Linked DNA regions of Sus scrofa: all the other regions are linked to region 3. The links are chromatin contacts, called in public Hi-C and HiChIP or PLAC-seq maps. All regions are on one chromosome and are shown on one strand. Each heading gives the region's core, a stretch centred on a gene start, on an enhancer-like site or on the middle of the called end of the contact. The rest is flanking DNA. Distances are from core to core; before and after follow the strand shown. Region 1 overlaps JADE1 (protein Jade-1). Region 2 holds the start of PLK4 (serine/threonine-protein kinase PLK4). Region 3 holds the start of PGRMC2 (progesterone receptor membrane component 2).

The links. Hi-C and Micro-C count contacts between places; a contact is called where the count stands out from the background. HiChIP or PLAC-seq counts read pairs in DNA pulled down with a chosen protein or histone mark.
Region 1: a Hi-C map of epiblast stem cells shows a contact between it and region 3, with 2.7 times the contacts expected there. The contact joins the enhancer-like site here to the promoter of PGRMC2 in region 3. A contact is called at or near these places in 2 of 5 promoter capture datasets (fetal liver and liver), 7 of 47 Hi-C or Micro-C datasets (embryonic fibroblasts, epiblast stem cells, heart right ventricle and 3 more) and 2 of 2 datasets of contacts at active chromatin or transcription factors (alveolar macrophages and skeletal muscle).
Region 2: an H3K27ac HiChIP or PLAC-seq map of skeletal muscle shows a contact between it and region 3. The contact joins the promoter of PLK4 here to the promoter of PGRMC2 in region 3. A contact is called at or near these places in 1 of 47 Hi-C or Micro-C datasets (liver) and 1 of 2 datasets of contacts at active chromatin or transcription factors (skeletal muscle).

Annotation. Positions count from the first base shown.
Region 1 is chr8:96,256,125-96,258,824 of Sscrofa11.1, forward strand. The region is part of intron 5 of JADE1 (protein Jade-1); the gene reads right to left. Among named protein-coding and RNA genes, the nearest start is that of JADE1, 310 kb to the right of the region's middle. Within about 2 kb of position 1,412, at least 13 of the 83 cell types and tissues checked have an H3K27ac peak or open chromatin away from gene starts, as enhancers often do. A contact at or near this core is called in epiblast stem cells, where this site is marked.
Region 2 is chr8:97,011,749-97,014,448 of Sscrofa11.1, forward strand. PLK4 (serine/threonine-protein kinase PLK4) reads right to left here and starts at 1,269. Exons shown (of 16, transcript XM_021101607.1): 1 at 763-1,269; 2 at 533-628. The coding sequence starts at 795. LOC102167943 (a long non-coding RNA gene) reads left to right here and starts at 1,612. Exons shown (of 5, transcript XR_001298442.2): 1 at 1,612-1,764.
Region 3 is chr8:96,691,398-96,694,097 of Sscrofa11.1, forward strand. PGRMC2 (progesterone receptor membrane component 2) reads left to right here and starts at 1,426. Exons shown (of 4, transcript NM_001097521.2): 1 at 1,426-1,599; 2 at 1,602-1,867. The coding sequence starts at 1,451. It overlaps LOC102166663 (a long non-coding RNA gene), which reads right to left and starts at 2,171. Exons shown (of 5, transcript XR_002346425.1): 1 at 2,043-2,171.

The DNA of each region.
Region 1 (2,700 bases), core at 162-2,661, 440 kb before region 3:
GGACTGGACTGGTCAAGTGACACTCCTTTGGCAGTAGGTAGGGACGTGCCAAGACAACCAGGATTGTGTGGTGGCTGCTCAGAGCACCATCTCCTCAACAAACACAGATAATGTCCTACCTGCTGGCCCTGAACTCTGTTTAGACCACATGCAGATTACTCTCTGCAACCTCTTCTGTCACAGTTTAAATGCAGTGAAATTAGCTAACATATTAATTCAATAATTGCATCAAGTTAGATGCCCAAGATACAGTGAACAAGATACAGAATGGGCCACAGGGAGAGCCAGTAAGCAAATAACTAGATAAGTGGCTTTAGCACGCTAACTGCTAAAGGTTACAGGATTCATGGGTTATGGGACATGGGACATGAGATTGTATGGGAGATAGCAAGGTAACTCAAAACCTTGAAAATTAAGCTTCCTCAGACTGAAGACTGGGGGGTGGGGTATCAGCAGGCACTAAACTAAGAGCAGCATCAGCCAAAAGAACCCATCCCCCGCAAGTGGCTCGGGAATTTGCAAGTGAACAAGTCAGCGACCTGGGTGTGGTACCAGGGAGGCATGACTGGTATGTGACTCCAGCTAAGAAAGAAAGAGAAATGACAAGGAGGACAAAGAGAGAAGAGCTTTTACAAAAGAATGGGATGATTACGAATTTGAGGATGTTTATTCAATGCTACTCCTTGGAAAGGGCAGATGTGAGGAAAACAAACTGTCCAGTTACTAGAATTACTCTCTGTGGTAGAACAGGTACCATTATATCAGGCCATAAACTCTACAGCTATATAAGGATTATACCCTAGTGATTTTAATTATCTTATGATTTATATGTAGAAAGGCTGTTTTTATCTTCAAAGTATCTATTTTATCCACGTTTTCATTTTCTAGAAGGTATTCAATGAAAGACATCTACATACTACTTTTCTATGTATCACCTATTGCAATGTAATGGATTAGCTGTAACAACCTATAGGATATGTGAACTGAGATTTGCACTTGCCAGCAGCCTCTACATGGAGTAAAACAGGAGCCACTCCAACAGCCAACCCGCAGCACCGCTGAATGCTCAGGGTGGAGACCAGGAGTGAGGCACTCTGTGCTCTGGAAAAACTGGAAGAACAGGTCTTCAGATAGTCAGATATTTTTAGGAGATTTTATAAGCCCAATTCTTGTATCTCCTCATAACTAGAAAAACATGAAAATCCTTCAATGATGACTGATGTCTGTGACTAGTAGTAACCTTCACGAGACCAGCAGCAAACTTCTATAAAATGTGTGCATAGCTGCATGTGACTCCCTCTTCACCTTTATGACGTATCTTGATAATTCCCCCTTTCCCTTATAGCTCTAAAATACTGCCTCCTGAGCTGTAGCTAGTGGACAAAAGATGTCATGGCCATCTGTGACAACAGCCACTCCCAAGGGTAGGCCAATGACCCCTGAGGGAACTCAGGGAAAAAACAAAGAGGAACAGCCCACAGCTGAGATGCCTATCAAAGGAGTGATTCATGTAAGCCCAGGCACTTACATCTTCCCATAGAAACTAGTTTTCTGTAAGTCTGGTTATCTGTAAATTTTTTGTTCCTACTACCTTTCCTTTGTTGCAAAATTCAAATATCCTGGGACACCCACCTCACCTGCTCCTAGTGGTTTCTCAAGGCTAAACAAGATGCTGTCTCCTGGGCTTAAGTCCCAATTTCACCCCAAATAAACCTTTCAACTTCCAGGTTGTATTTTTTCAGTCGACAGATCTTGTACATAAACTGTATCATACGCTCAGCTTTACAGAATGTGAGATGCTTCGCTTTAATATCTCACTGACCTTTAACTGAAGTTATTTCCATTACTTTATTTTCAAATTTCTTTCCATTCACTGTCAAAGTTAATAATCTAATACTTAAATGTACAATATTTTAAAATGTATTTAGAAAATGTCTAACACAAAAATGTGTATTAGGAGTTCCCACTGTGATGCAGTAGGTTAAGAATCTGACTGCGGCGGCTTGGGTTGCTGTGGAGGTGCAGGTTTGATCCCTGGCCCAGTGCAGTGGGTTAAAGGATCAGCATTGGTTTCAGCTGTGGCTCGGACTCAAATCCTTGATCTGCAAACTTCCATACACTACGGGTGCAGCTAAAAAAAAAAGGAAAAAAATGTGCATTAAAGAATGTATTTTCAGACACCAATGTACCTTAAAGATAAAAGTATTTTATAGTGAAATGTTTCTGTTTGCTAAGTTCACACTATATGCATGTTATTCCTAAACACTAAGCAACTGATAATTTGATTCCTAAATTATTGGTCAGCAACGACTGCCTCTCCCACAAGAAAAGATTTATGTTTTCTTAATCAGTCTTCTATGGAGCATACAGTAAGTACCCAATGTAACAAAGTATGTAAATATGATAATGACCTATACTTTAGTAATCTCCTGTTCCTAAACGAAGGTGAAGGAAATCCAGCTGGTTTCTTACCTTAGTTTTTAAAGTAAACATTAATCACCTAGACAGTAAGTTTTTAAATTGACATCATTATCTAAATCATATGCTCAGAGTCTAAAAATACTAGTATGACTACAATTCAAACCCAGATTTCTCACTTTAACCAAAGGGTTATATCTGGTATAAAGATAGTCATAGATTTGATTTAACTGACAAAGTGCTTAAATCTCAAGTGTTAAAGTTTTAACCTTGTCTAAATAT
Region 2 (2,700 bases), core at 19-2,518, 320 kb after region 3:
AGTCTATGCCACAGCCACAGCTACACGAGATCAGAGCCTCGTCTGCAACCTACACCACAGCTCACAGTAATGCCGGATCCATAACCCACTGAGTGAGGCCAGGGATCGAACCCGAAACCTCATGGTTCCTAGTCAGATTCGTTAACCACTGAGCCACGACAGGAACTCCCTAGACTGACTTCTGATAAAAAGAACAGTATTTTAGCTTGCTACAGTGTAATATAGAACTATGCACAAGTGTATTCTTATTATTTTAAAGTTATTTTTTGTTCTTTGATCGCTACCGATTATTCCAAGTACACATAATTAGATACCAGGTATAATGAACAGTACTGAAGATGTTATTTAAGTATGGTCAAGGATCTCCTACGATAACCTTATGTTCAAATGGTGGACTTGGAACTACTGTCTCCTGCCTAAGCAGTGGGATTTTTATACCATAAAGAAAAGGCTGGCAGGTAAGGAGTTTCTGACATTTCAAATAGCAAATATCTCTTGTTACCTGCAAAGAAGTTGATTACAAAATTCTTACCATTTTGATTGCAACTTCCAAACCAGTGTGAATGGACTCAGCTCTGTAGACACCAGCAAATGATCCTTTACCAAGCAGATTTCCAACTTTAAAATCCTTAAAAGTCAAAATTAAAGAATGTGTGTGACAACTTTCAGAAGGAGAAAGGGAAAAAATAGGAAGGGGCTGGAAAAGAAGAGAAAATGGATCAAGAGGGGAATTTGCATTCAAAATTCAAGCAGATATTACACCTCAATACAGCAGGTGTCTGGGGTGGAAAGCATGTTGATGCCTTGCAGGTCTCGCTGAGCTTCCAGGCTGGGCTCTAGATAGAATATCCTAAGTCTGGCTCCGCAACTTCAGTGTAGCCTCAGCACCCTCCTCCCACCTCCAGCCAACCCCCTGAGAGCTGAGCGCCTGAAGAGAATCCCGCCGCAGCTCCCGCCGGAGGTAACCGCCATCCCCTTGAAAAAAGGGGAGACAGTCTTGCTCTGCTCTAAGCGCGGCAGCTGGAGCGGGATCGCAGACCAGAAGCCTTGGAGTCTAGGAACAGAAGGGCGGAGCTGCGAGCAACACACCTGTCTCACCGCCCCCGCGTCTGTGAGGGGCGGGCCGCTCCGCCCTTAAAACAGCCGGGCTCCCGGCGGTTGGGACCCTCCCAAAGCACCTCGGCGCCCGCCCCGCGGCAGTTAGCTTCGCCCGATCCCCTTCCAGCCAGGGTCTCGAGTCCCAACACTCCGACTCCCACTCGCCCTACTGAGCAGTGCCGAGTCTTTTCACCTCGATCTTCTCCCCGATGCACGTCGCCATATTTCTAGGTCCCGGCCCGTGCTTCCCGGATTAGCTCCCTTCACGAAGTCTTTTCGAGGCAGCGCTCCAAGCAGCCAGCGGGTCTTGGCGCCCATCAGGCTCGGCTCTCTAGGCCGCCGCTCCTGGCGACGACAGTACAGCCACGGAAAGGTCTCCCAGGCACCTTCCGAGGACTGGGTGGCGCCTTCGCGCTCCCATTTTGAAAAACTCCCGCCGGTTGCCGTCAAGGGAGGTTGGAGGTGACGTAACGAGACGGGTAGTTGCGGAGAGGCTGCGCCGGGGCGCGCATGCGTGTTAGGCTCCTTCCCGGCTAGTCTCTGGACCGAAGACCGGAAGTGCTTCTGCACCTTACAGCTTGGAAGCAAGAGTTGGCATTCTAAGTTGTGGAAGACCTGCGCGAGACAGTAAAAAAGGCAGCCTGAAATATGAGGCATTTACAACCGGTCAGTTATTTACCTCACTGTCTGAAAAGCTACTTATTCCAGTTCTGTAAAGGGTTTACAACGATAATTAAATTTCAAATGTTTAAACTTGGTGGAACAGCACAAGGGAAAAAAATTACCTGATGTAAGCATTCCATTACTCCCCAATGCTTACTCCAGTTTTTCATAACTGTAAAAAATGTGTAAGGTGCTTAAAGAAAATAAACTGGGAGTTCCCCTCGTGGCTTAGCGGATACGACTCTTGACTAGGAACCATGAGCTTGCGGGTTGGATCCCTGGCCTCACTCAGTGGGTTAAGGATTTGGCATCGTGGTCACCTGTGGCGTAGGTCGCAGATATGGCTCGGATCCCAAGTTTCTGTGGCTGTAGTATAGGCCAGCAGCTGTTCCTAGCCTAGGCACCTCTGTGTGCCCAGGGTGCGGCCCTGAAATGACAAAAGACAATAAATAAATAAGTAAATAGAAAATAAACTGTATTTTGGTAAATAGTAAATATATGTCATTTGGATAATAACTCACATTTAAGAGATCTCACACACGTGTTAATAGACTGGTCAAAAAAGACCTTTAAATTTGGTACGATACACTTTATCAGATGATAAGATTGTTGTATTCAACAAGGATATGTAGCAGAGAACTACTTCAAAAACTTTCTAAAGGGAAAGCTCTTTTCTTTACATTAATGGGTATATTAAGTTTGTCTACCTTCAAGCTGTGTAAAAACCCTGTTCAGAGAAAAATCAACTTTTCCCTTCGTTTCTGGAAATACTTCTTTAAATGTTATAATGCTTGAGTACTTGGTTCCAGTGTCCAGTCTTCCATTTATACTTGTTTTTGCCATTACATTTTCAAAAGTTCCTATAGTTTGCTGATATTGTGGGGTTTGGGGGTAGTGGTGGTGGTATCTACGCTTTATTGTTAATATCAGGTATTATAT
Region 3 (2,700 bases), core at 176-2,675:
ACTAATCCCAGTAGATAATCTCTCTAGAGCTCTCATCTGTCACTTGCCCCTTCAATATCTTCAGTGGCTTCTCCAAAACCGGCAATATAAAGCCCAAGTCTACCCCTTGATACAAAAGACTAAAATTTCAGTTTTCCAGACTTTGCCCCTCTTCAGTACTTAAAGCCAAAGTGGACCACTTAGTTTCCCTAATATGCATACCATACTCCCCCACGTCTCTCCTCCATCTCATCAATTCCTCAAGATTAAACGGAAACCGTTACTCCCCTGATACAACCTTCATTCACCACAAGAGTAGTTTACAGCAGCTTGGCGGGGCGGGGCATAGACTGAGACGCAGAAAAACAGACTCAGGCCTAAGGGAGTATGTGAAATGAAGAGAGCGCGCGTGAGGTGAAAGATCCAGAATGAGGCTTCACAGGTGACACTTATACCCGAATTTTAAGGACGTGAGGCTAAGACTCTACAACGCCCAGGTAGATGAAAAGAAACTGTAAATAAAGCTAAACTAATGAATTGAAGGGCCACCTTATCCCATCTACTTCCCTACCGCCCCAGAAATTACGACTTAAGGAATAACACCTTTAGACTGAAACCTGAAAGAAAACTGGACAAGAGTAGCCTTGGCCAAAACCACTGGGGAGTGGCTACTCGTTGTCGCAGACAGCACGTAGATTCCTTTTGCCAAACAATTCCAATGCGGGTTCTATGTACACTCTCTGCGCCAGGAGACCAGCTCATCGCCAAAACTTCTGGCGGTAGCTTTGCCTGAGTGCCCACGCTCATAGCTTCCGGACGGGCGCGACGGCGTCCAAGGGGAGAGACACCCCTCACCGATTTGCGAAAGCAGTTAATACTATGCCGAGGCCTCGCACTAGCCACTCATGCCCTCAGAAAGGAATCCGGGACCGCCCCGCCTCAGCAGCAGCCTCGGCGCACGTGAAGCTCACGGGCGGAGCGACAAGAGACAGGCAACTGCTCGCGGACGCCAACCCAGGCCTGGGAAGGGAAGAGACTTTTAGGCGCACGCGCACAGCGAGGGGACTGGGCGGAGCGTGCCTTCCGAAGGGGTTGCATTGGAAAGGAGAGCGCGTGGCGCCCCGGAACCCGCGCACGCGCAGTAATTTTGCCCCGCCTATGCGCGCGCGCGTCCCGCGCAGCATCTTTTCAGGACCGCCCCTTCTACTTCAACTAGAAGAGATGACGGGCAAAAGCAGGGAAGTGTGGGGCGAGGTAGGCGGGGCGCCGCACGCGAGCGCGGCCTGCAAAAGAAGGGAGGTGGAGGAGGGATCCTAGACAACGTTACCCCGTCAACACCCAATCGGGAGCCCATCTGGCCCCGCCCCCTACCCTCACGTTATTGGCTGAGAGGCCCCCATATGGGCGGGGCCCCCGTGAGGTTGGGGCGGGCAGGGGGCGGGGAGGAGGAGGAAGGCGCTGGCGGGCAGTGATGGCGGCGGGTGATGGGGACGTGAAGCTAGGCACCCTAGGGAGTGGCAGCGAGAGCAGCAGCGACGGCAGCAGCGAGAGCCCAGGCGGCGCGGGAGAGGCAGCAGAAGGGGGCGGTTGGGCGACAGCGGCGTTGGCGCTTCTGACGGGGGCGGGGAGATGCTGCTGAACGTGGCGCTGGTGGCGCTAGTGCTGCTGGGGGCCTACCGGCTGTGGGTGCGCTGGGGGCGGCGGGGTCTGGGCGCCGGAGCCGGGGCAGGCGAGGAGAGCCCAGCCGCTTCTCTGCCTCGTATGAAGAAGCGGGACTTCAGCTTGGAGCAGCTGCGCCAGTATGACGGGTCCCGCACGCCGCGCATCCTACTCGCGGTCAATGGGAAAGTCTTCGACGTGACCAAAGGCAGCAAGTTCTACGGCCCGGGTGAGGAGTTGGAAGGGGAGGGTGAGGACCCCCTGCAGATCAAGCGCGACCCCCCTCTGATGGGAGGGCCCGTGGGCACCGGGTTAGTTTGGCAGCCTTCTCGACATCTGGACCCCCGCGCCTTGTCTGCCGCACCTGAGACAGCCCGTCCCCAACCCAGCCCAGCCGCGGGCACCTCCAGCGTTTCTCCCCCGAAGTCGGGGTCCCAGTGTTGTCCCAGGAACCAGCTCTCAGTTCTTATCTTTCTCTCTTCCCAACTCTTCTCGCAGCTTTTTCTTGTGCTGAGTTTTAAAAAATCCTTTTAGTTGTCGTCAGTCACCTTGGCCCTCAGACTGTAGCTCCTGGGATGGTAGTGGGCAGGAGAGAAGGAAAATTTCTAAAGTAGGGACCTAAAGTTTTTGGCCCTGTAATTCACAGCTTTCCTTTCTTTACTCTTTTTTTGCCACTGATGTCCCTTTTCTCTCTACTAGTACTCATAGGGCCACGTTTAGGTACACGTAGCTCCAAGTCCCAACCCTCTATGAAGTCCGGGTACATAAGCAACACTTCAACCTTAAAAAAAAATAGTTTTAGTATGGAGACGCTTTCCAAGATTAACAATGAATGTGAGATGAAGCATACCAGAATGCAGATCCTAGTAAATACTGGCAAGGGTATTCGCCCTGAGTTTTGGGGGTGGAGCTCATATACCTAGCAGGCATGCCTGTCCGGTTTCTTTCTCTTTTTCTTTTTTTTTTTTTTTTTTTTTTGGTAGTAGGAAGGCAGGTATTCAAATACACGTTGATTATGACTTATTGTATTTTCACTGAGGAAAAAAAAAGAGCTATAAATTC